2 separate regions of the Triticum aestivum genome follow, and region 2 is linked to region 1. A link is a contact called in public HiCAR-type data. All regions are on one chromosome and are shown on one strand. Each heading gives the region's core, a stretch centred on a gene start, on an enhancer-like site or on the middle of the called end of the contact. The rest is flanking DNA. Distances are from core to core; before and after follow the strand shown. Region 1 holds the start of LOC123133976 (B-box zinc finger protein 32). Region 2 holds the start of LOC123136606 (proline-rich protein PRCC).

Region 1 (3,700 bases), core at 867-3,366:
TGACTGCAGGGGAACGCCCTCAAGGAAGAGGCGTGCCCGGAAGCGCAGCGTCTTGAGCTGCGAGAGGGAGCGGCGCGACCAGTCCTTCACCAGGAAAGGCGCTCCCTGATTGTCGTGGAAGACGCCACGCTCGAAAATGATGTCCCTCCAACGTCTGTCGGTGAACCTGGCGACGAACGAGTCGAAGTAGTGGGAGACGTAGAGCGCCGCTGATGGTATCTCCGGGAACTCCGCCATGATGCCCGCCTTCACCTTGGCGGGGTACATGCCTTCCGCCGCCACCGAGACGACGAGCGCAGTTTCCCGCGGGCTCAGCTCTCGATCGGCCATCTCTTGAGAGAAGTCCAGCAGGATGGTGGATCCCAACGGGCGCCTCGCGGCCGCGCCGAGGGGGAGCCCCGTAGCAGCAGCCTCCATGTCAGGGATAGGCATCACGAAAGGGTTCACAGGCGGTGGTGGGTAAGCTAGGCGATCACGGAGCGACTGCCGATTTGGCAGCGGCGGCGGAGGGGTGGTGCGATGGCGTGGATGTGCGGCCGTGGAGCGAGGAGGTGGTGGAGGGTTGCGGCGGCCATAGATAAATTATATGATAAATGGTATGACAATACCTCATGGGCCATAGATACTGCAGCCACTATGTGGTTATACCTCAACTCAACAGTTTGAAGTATCATGTGTCTCGGTGGATTATATCTTTCACTAAGGTGTCATTTTCACTAATAGTTGATGATTTGGTCAATCTTGCAGCTCCCCCGCTCCACTCATGTGTAGTTGTTGTGTGAGTGTATTTGACTATTTCAATAAGTGAAACTAAACTCATTAACGATGCACAAAATGTGTGTTTATGCTGTACTCGAAACTTCAAATCTGCCATATAGACATGTGTGACACCCCAATTCATGTCCATTGGACACAATGAGTGGGATGGGGAGGGGAGAGTAAGGAGCTAGGAGGAAGAAGGAGAGATGATGGACGAGGAGGGAGGAGGGCTCGATGGCAAGACCACCGAGGCTAAAATGACAGCGGGTGCTAACCGACTAAGATAAGGTCAGCAACCTACCACTGAGTGTGTAAAGAGTACACATTTGGTGTTCCGGGGCAGCAGGGCCGCTGGATCTGCGATCCGGAGGACAATGTCTACGTTCCACAAGGTTAGCAGAAAACACCACACGAGTCTCATAATTGCACGTATGTCCAGTGCTCCGACCCTGCCCTCCGGATTTGTGATCCAATGGCCCTGTTTGGATACTCTAACTTAGTTAGAGGTTAGAGTTAGAATTCTAACTCTGAACTAACTCCAACCAAAAAAATGTATGGATGGCAGGGTTAGATTGACAATAAATGCTCTTTCTCAATCATTTGGCGAGAGTTGCGATGTCCGAGGCAGACGGGGACGCGCCCGGCAAGGAGCCATGCTGGCCTCTCGCGTAGCCCGCCGGCCGAATGCGTCGTCCTTGCGCAAGGAGCCGCGCTGGCCGAGGCCGACAGGGACGGGCCGCGCAAGGAGCCGCGATTGCTTACTGACGGGCGGACGGGCCGCAGGAAGACGATGGGGTTGGAACGGGAGTATAGGGCAGGGCTGCTGCGGGGAGAGTGAGAGAAAAATGTGTTTTTTAGTGGTCCCGAGAAGAACTAACCCAAATAAGCATCTCTTGGATGGGTTAATTTTTTAAGTAGGTTAGATGCATCTAATCCAAACAACCTTTCCTGTTTGAATATTTTTGGGTTAGTTGAGTCCAAACTAAGCTAAACTAACTCTAACCTATGGATGCAAACAGGGTAAATGGTACATGGCGACCGGCTACGTCATGATCCCTTCGGTAGAGCACTGATCAAATCCTGACCCTCCATATCAGATCAAGCGGTTCTGTTAAGTTGCATTTATGGCGGTAACGGTACGGGCAGCCAGCTAGCTCTCATACTAGTACAAAACTGCCCACTTGTACCAGCTCAAAATATCTGGGTGTACAACACGGCGAGGAACATCAGCCACAAATAAGATCGAGCCCCACCCAAACACCCCGACCCCCGCCGTCCACACACTCCCAAACGGAAAACCGCACGCTCCACATTGTTTTTCTCCACGGCCCGCCGATTAATCAATCGCACGGCCCCGGTGAGCAGGAGCTGGACTACGCTTCGCCGCTTGGAGCCACTGGTCTCCATCCCAGGGCAGGGGGCCTCTTTAAATATCCTCCACCCGAGCTGCCTGCCGACTCCAAAGTCCGTCCAAACCCATCTCTCGCATCTCTCACCTCCTCCCCCACGCCGCGGTTTCCCGACCTCGTCGCAGACCGCACAGACCAGGTCTGCCGTCTCCCCTCTGCAACTCGCGGTCGCCGCCGGCTTCCTTCCCGCAACGCGCGGGCTACGCTAGCTCCGGTGGGCCTGGTTTTCATAGCCGCTAGCGATCCATCCCCTGCCTAGAGGCTGCAGGCAGAGGCTGGTCGGAGGATCGAGAAGAGAAGCTGCTGTTCGTAATGGCGGGCGACAGGTGCGCGGGCGCGATCGCGGGGTGCGAGCTGTGCGGGGGCGTCGCGGCGGTGCACTGCGCGGCGGACTCGGCTTTCCTCTGCGTGCCCTGCGACGCCAAGGTGCACGGCGCCAACTTCCTCGCCTCCAGGCACCTGCGGCGCCGGCTCGTTCACGCGGCCGCGGGCGAGGACGCCGGATCCGCGGGCTCGGAGTCGGAGTCGTCGTCCAGCTCCTCCTGCGTGTCCACCGCCGACTCGTGCGCGGCCGCCTCCGCGGCGACGCGGGCGGCGGGGAGGAGGAGGGCCGGGTGCAAGCACCGGCGCGCGCGGGCGGAGGTGGTCCTCGAGGGGTGGGCCAAGCGGATGGGCCTCGCGCCGGGAACGGCGCGCCGGCGGGCGGCCAGGGCCGCGGGCGCGCTCCGGGCGCTGGGCCGTGGCGTCTCCGCCTCCCGCGTATCCCTCCGCGTCGCGATGGCCGCCGCGCTCTGGTCGGAGGTCGCCGGATCCGGCTGCGCGGAGGCCGCGCTGCTCCGCCGGCTGGAGGCAAGCTCGCACGTGCCGGCGAGGCTGGTGGTCACGGTGGCGTCGTGGATGGCACGCACCGCGGTCCGGGCCCCCGCCCCTGCCCCCGCCGTGGAGGGCTGGGCCGAGTGCTCCTGAGCCACGGGCTCCGGCCCGGGCCCATCTCCCTCCCGTCGACGTGCCGAACAAGGAAGAAGGAAGCAAGCCTGAGATAGAATTACACGTAGAATGTAACATGTGAAGCAAAGTTCGTTTGTTTAATTTTCCCCACCTTATTCTAAGCACGATTATACATATTATTCTTGTTAATATTCCTTCATCATGAATTCATCATCATGGCGGCAAAAGATCTTCTCATTTTATTTTTTTGGTTTTCCGGATGGTGGCAAAAGATCTTGTGGTTAGGAGGGGCGAGGCGAGGTCCAGACCCGAATGGACGGGAGTCTTTTGACTGTCTGTGCGTGATGATTAAATAGAGTAACTAAAGTTGATTTTGGTTAAGACCTATGTGGTGGAAGAATGTCGACGATACCTTCCTTGCTGGCGTCCGTTGGCTTCGCGCGTCGTGTGCGTTCGATTGGTGGCTGTCGACGTTAATCTCTTCTAACCACACATCGCCGCGGCGTACTTGTTTTTGTTCAGGAAAGGGATCGAGCTCCTGGTTCCGGCTGACCTCGTCGGTCGCTGTCTGTCATCCCCCTCGC
Region 2 (3,700 bases), core at 644-3,143, 390 kb after region 1:
AAACCTTGTCGGGTGCGGGCCCAGTCGTGGCCCCGTAATTGTCCCCGGCAAGGGTCTTGCCGGGGCCTCGCGGCCGTCCCCGGCAAGGGTCTTGCCGGGGGTCTTCGTCTTCTGGTCTCAACGTAGGCCTGCATGTCACCAGTCTTCACAAAGACCTGCATGCACTACGCATGCGCCCCCAAGTCTTGGCCTTGATGTTGTTGATGGTGTTGGAGCTCTCAGCTTCAAGGGCGGTGGCCTTGCTGGTGCTTCGCAAGCCGCCCCAGCAAGGATCTTGCCGGGGCTATGTAGGCCGCCCCGGCAAGGGTGTTGCCAGGGGAGGCCTAGCTTGTCTTCTGCTCTTTGTTTACTAGCTTGAATGATGTCTTTGGTAATCTTGTATTTTGCCTTCTACTGCCCCGTCAAGCCCTCGCCACGGGCGCGGCTACGACTGCCCATGCACAAGTAAGGGGTACAGAAAGGCCCAAACTTATGTACATCGACAAACCCAATTTTTCGTTCGATTGATATGTCAGAAAATTCAAGTGTTTATATTCCCTGATTCCAGAAGTGAACCATGAGCCTGCTGGCGAGAAGTCTGGGAGAAGTGTTAGCCATAATCCGAGAGCGACGATGAAGCAAAAACCCAAGAGTTCGATGATAAGCACGATGACAATGATGCTGAAGGCGAATCTGAGGATGAGGCGGAGTCTTCTCCCTCGACCTACATTGTCCAAGAAGGTAGGCCTAATACAGTAAATGATCCGAGCAAAATAGCACCCGCTACTCAGGGGGTTAAACGAGCTCGAGCGGCTTCGATTGAGCCAGCGGTTCCTTCTCCAAAGGTGGTTAAAATGCCAAGAACATAACTCATAAGCCTAGTAAAGTTGCGAACTTGCCCTGGTTGAAGAAAGTGGTGCCGATTGTCTCCAAGTGAGTATAAGTAGTGTAATTTTGCTTTGAGTATTTTGACATTGTAACCATCTTGGAGCCTTTTCTGAAGTAGGGCTGCCACCTCAACAAGTCACAACAGCTAAGCTACCGAGCAGACCCCGAGCAAAGGCAAAAGACGACCTGATGTTGATGTTGAAACTTCAGAAGGTATTTTGTATGTTGTGTCATCGCCGAGTGAATGATAAAGCAAAGACTAATGAATTGTTGTTTTACATTGTTCATAGTGGCTGAAGGAGTAACTCCCATGGAGGACGCTGGGGAGCACGAGGAGCGTACTCAAACGGATCTCGACATGCCTAATCGAAGGTGAAGTCCGGTGTCAAAGGAAGTCTACCATGACTCAGTGCAAAAAATTCCAGAAGTTCAATCGGGCGCAAGTGTTCAAGCACCGATTGAAATTGTATAAGCTGGTCCGAGTACATTAGCGATGATGGCGCCTCAACGTTTACTGCCTCCAGCTGCTCTGTCCGCCTTATTTTCATTGGCCAGAACTCCAGAGGACGACGTGGGGGCAAGCAAAGAAGCCATGATTTAGGCCGAACCGATAAACTCTAGTATGAAGGATGCACTAACTTGAACGAGATCATGAAAGCTTATATCCGAGTAAGTACTGGATGGGGTTACCCCAAAGGTGGTGGTTTTCATGATTGTAACTGATGTAACAATTATAATAAATGAAGGGGAGGTAATTACTACTCCCTCCGTCCCAAAATTCTTGTCTTAGATTTTTCTAAATACGGATGCATCAAGTCACGTTTTAGTATTAGATACATCCGTATCTAGGCAAATCTAAGACAAGAATTTTGAGACGGAGGGAGTACTTTTTAGGCAATGGAGAAGACAATTACTAAAAAAAAAAGCTCTAAGAGTAAGAGGCAAGCGAGAGTCTCAAAAATAGGTCAGCCCACATAGTGTAGGCCTCTCTCTAGGGCTTGGTAAAAGGTTTCAACCATGTGAAGCTCAGCCCGTTAGATAAAAAGTACCCCGCCGAAGCCCAGGAAAACGCCCCACTTCCGTACCTTTCCGACCAGGCGACCACCGCCTCCGCTCACCGTCGACGACTCCAACTCCAACTCGAAACAAACCCCAAAGCCGCCGCCGACGCCGCCGCCTGCCCCTTTCCCCGCCGACCGCGCCGAAAACATGGATTCGCTTCTTGCCACCTACGCCTCTTCCGACGAAGACGCCGACGAGAGCATCCCCTCACCCGCTCCCGCGACCCGCCGCGGCGAGGCGAGCGGAAAGCCCGCCGGCGGCATCTTCTCCGCGCTCCCGCAACCCAAGTCGGCGCCTATATTCTCATCGCTCCCGGCGCCGAAATCCGCCGCGACCTTCTCCTCCATCCCGCCTCCCAAATCGTCCGTTTCCTCCGGAAACCCTAAGCGCGTCGTACAGTTCCGCCCGCCGCCGATCCGCCAGACCACCGGGGTCAGCTCGGACGAGGATGATGACGCCGAGAAGCGCCGTCCCAGCGTCAGCGAGGCGCCCCCGCCCCTGTCTGCTGGATCGGGGCCGGTGTCTTCGTTCCTCCCGGCGCCCAGGCACTCGCTTGGCTTCGGCTCCGGCGCGGCCAGGAGGTCGGCCGTAGACACCGCCGGGCCGGAGAGGTCAAATCTTGGTGCTGCTGGCCCCTCTAGCTCGGCTGTCAACAGAGGGGCGCCAGAAAGGTCCGATACTGGCCCTGCCGACGAGGACGATCCTGAGAAAAGCAGCGATGAGGATGGCATGCCTGCTCCGGAGCAACAGCAAGAACAACAGGGTCTTGGTGCTGAAGCTGGAGACGTCCAACACCAGGGTTGTGATGCTGGAGTTGGAAACGCTAATGGGTACGAAGGCTATGCATGGGATCCAAACTATTATGCATATTATGGTTTGGATCCAAATAGCAATTTGAATTATGGGGCTGAACCACAGTATGCAGCATATGGAGTGGAGCAAGGTGGTGGGTATGATAATGGATATGGCGGGGAGCACAGTGGTGGATACGAGCATTCGACAGCGCCTCCATGTGGAGGGGAATATACTGGAGGTTACAGTGCTGAGGCAGTGGCAATGGCAGCGCCACCAATGCGGGAGCCTGCACTGCCACCAGAATTGGGCAGGATTGGAGTGAAGAGAGGTAGGAGGGATATGCCTATGGAGATTATAGAGGTGAATCAGGCAGAACTGGTCAAGAACCGTCCGAGGGAGGACAAATCCAAGCTCACAGGGATGGCCTTTGGTCCTAGTTACCAGGTACAGACAAATCATTCCCTGATAACTTGGCATGACTTTTGCTTAGCTATTGCTACATTGTTATTGTGCTCAGTTCACTTTACCGTCTTTGATTTTCTTTCACCTTATAGCCATCATCACTACTATCCATGTTAGATAATTGTATTTTTATTTTGTCAAGTGATACACAGATACTAAGTATGCATGCAGCATTATCCATGCAATTTAGGCCCTGATACCAGTCCCAAGCAATTATTCTTGGTAATAGGTTTTTGCTTGTCACAGTTTTAGTTAAAAATTTGCAAATTATCACCAATAAGGCAAACAAATCAAGTACTGTACCTGACAAATGAAGAGTCACTACTGATAACTTCTCCAAGCTGTAATTATATGCTAGTGATGCTTTCAAGGGTGTTGTCACTGTCATCAGATCGTAACTGGAGTAGATGAATACTCCCTCCGTAAACTAATATAAGAGCTTTTAGATCACTAAAGTAGTGATCTAAATGCTCTTATATTAGTTTACGGAGGGAGTATATAATTATGTTTTTGT

Evidence for each region. HiCAR-type assays count read pairs that join an accessible place to other places.
Region 2: a HiCAR-type map of leaf shows a contact between it and region 1, with 4 times the contacts expected there. The contact joins the promoter of LOC123136606 here to the promoter of LOC123133976 in region 1. A contact is called at or near these places in 1 of 5 Hi-C or Micro-C datasets (leaf) and 1 of 1 datasets of contacts at active chromatin or transcription factors (leaf).

The regions. Positions count from the first base shown.
Region 1 is chr6B:209,452,574-209,456,273 of IWGSC CS RefSeq v2.1, forward strand. LOC123133976 (B-box zinc finger protein 32) reads left to right here and starts at 2,117. Exons shown (of 1, transcript XM_044553348.1): 1 at 2,117-3,305. The coding sequence starts at 2,481. The coding sequence ends at 3,134.
Region 2 is chr6B:209,838,367-209,842,066 of IWGSC CS RefSeq v2.1, forward strand. LOC123136606 (proline-rich protein PRCC) reads left to right here and starts at 1,894. Exons shown (of 2, transcript XM_044556029.1): 1 at 1,894-3,168. The coding sequence starts at 2,077.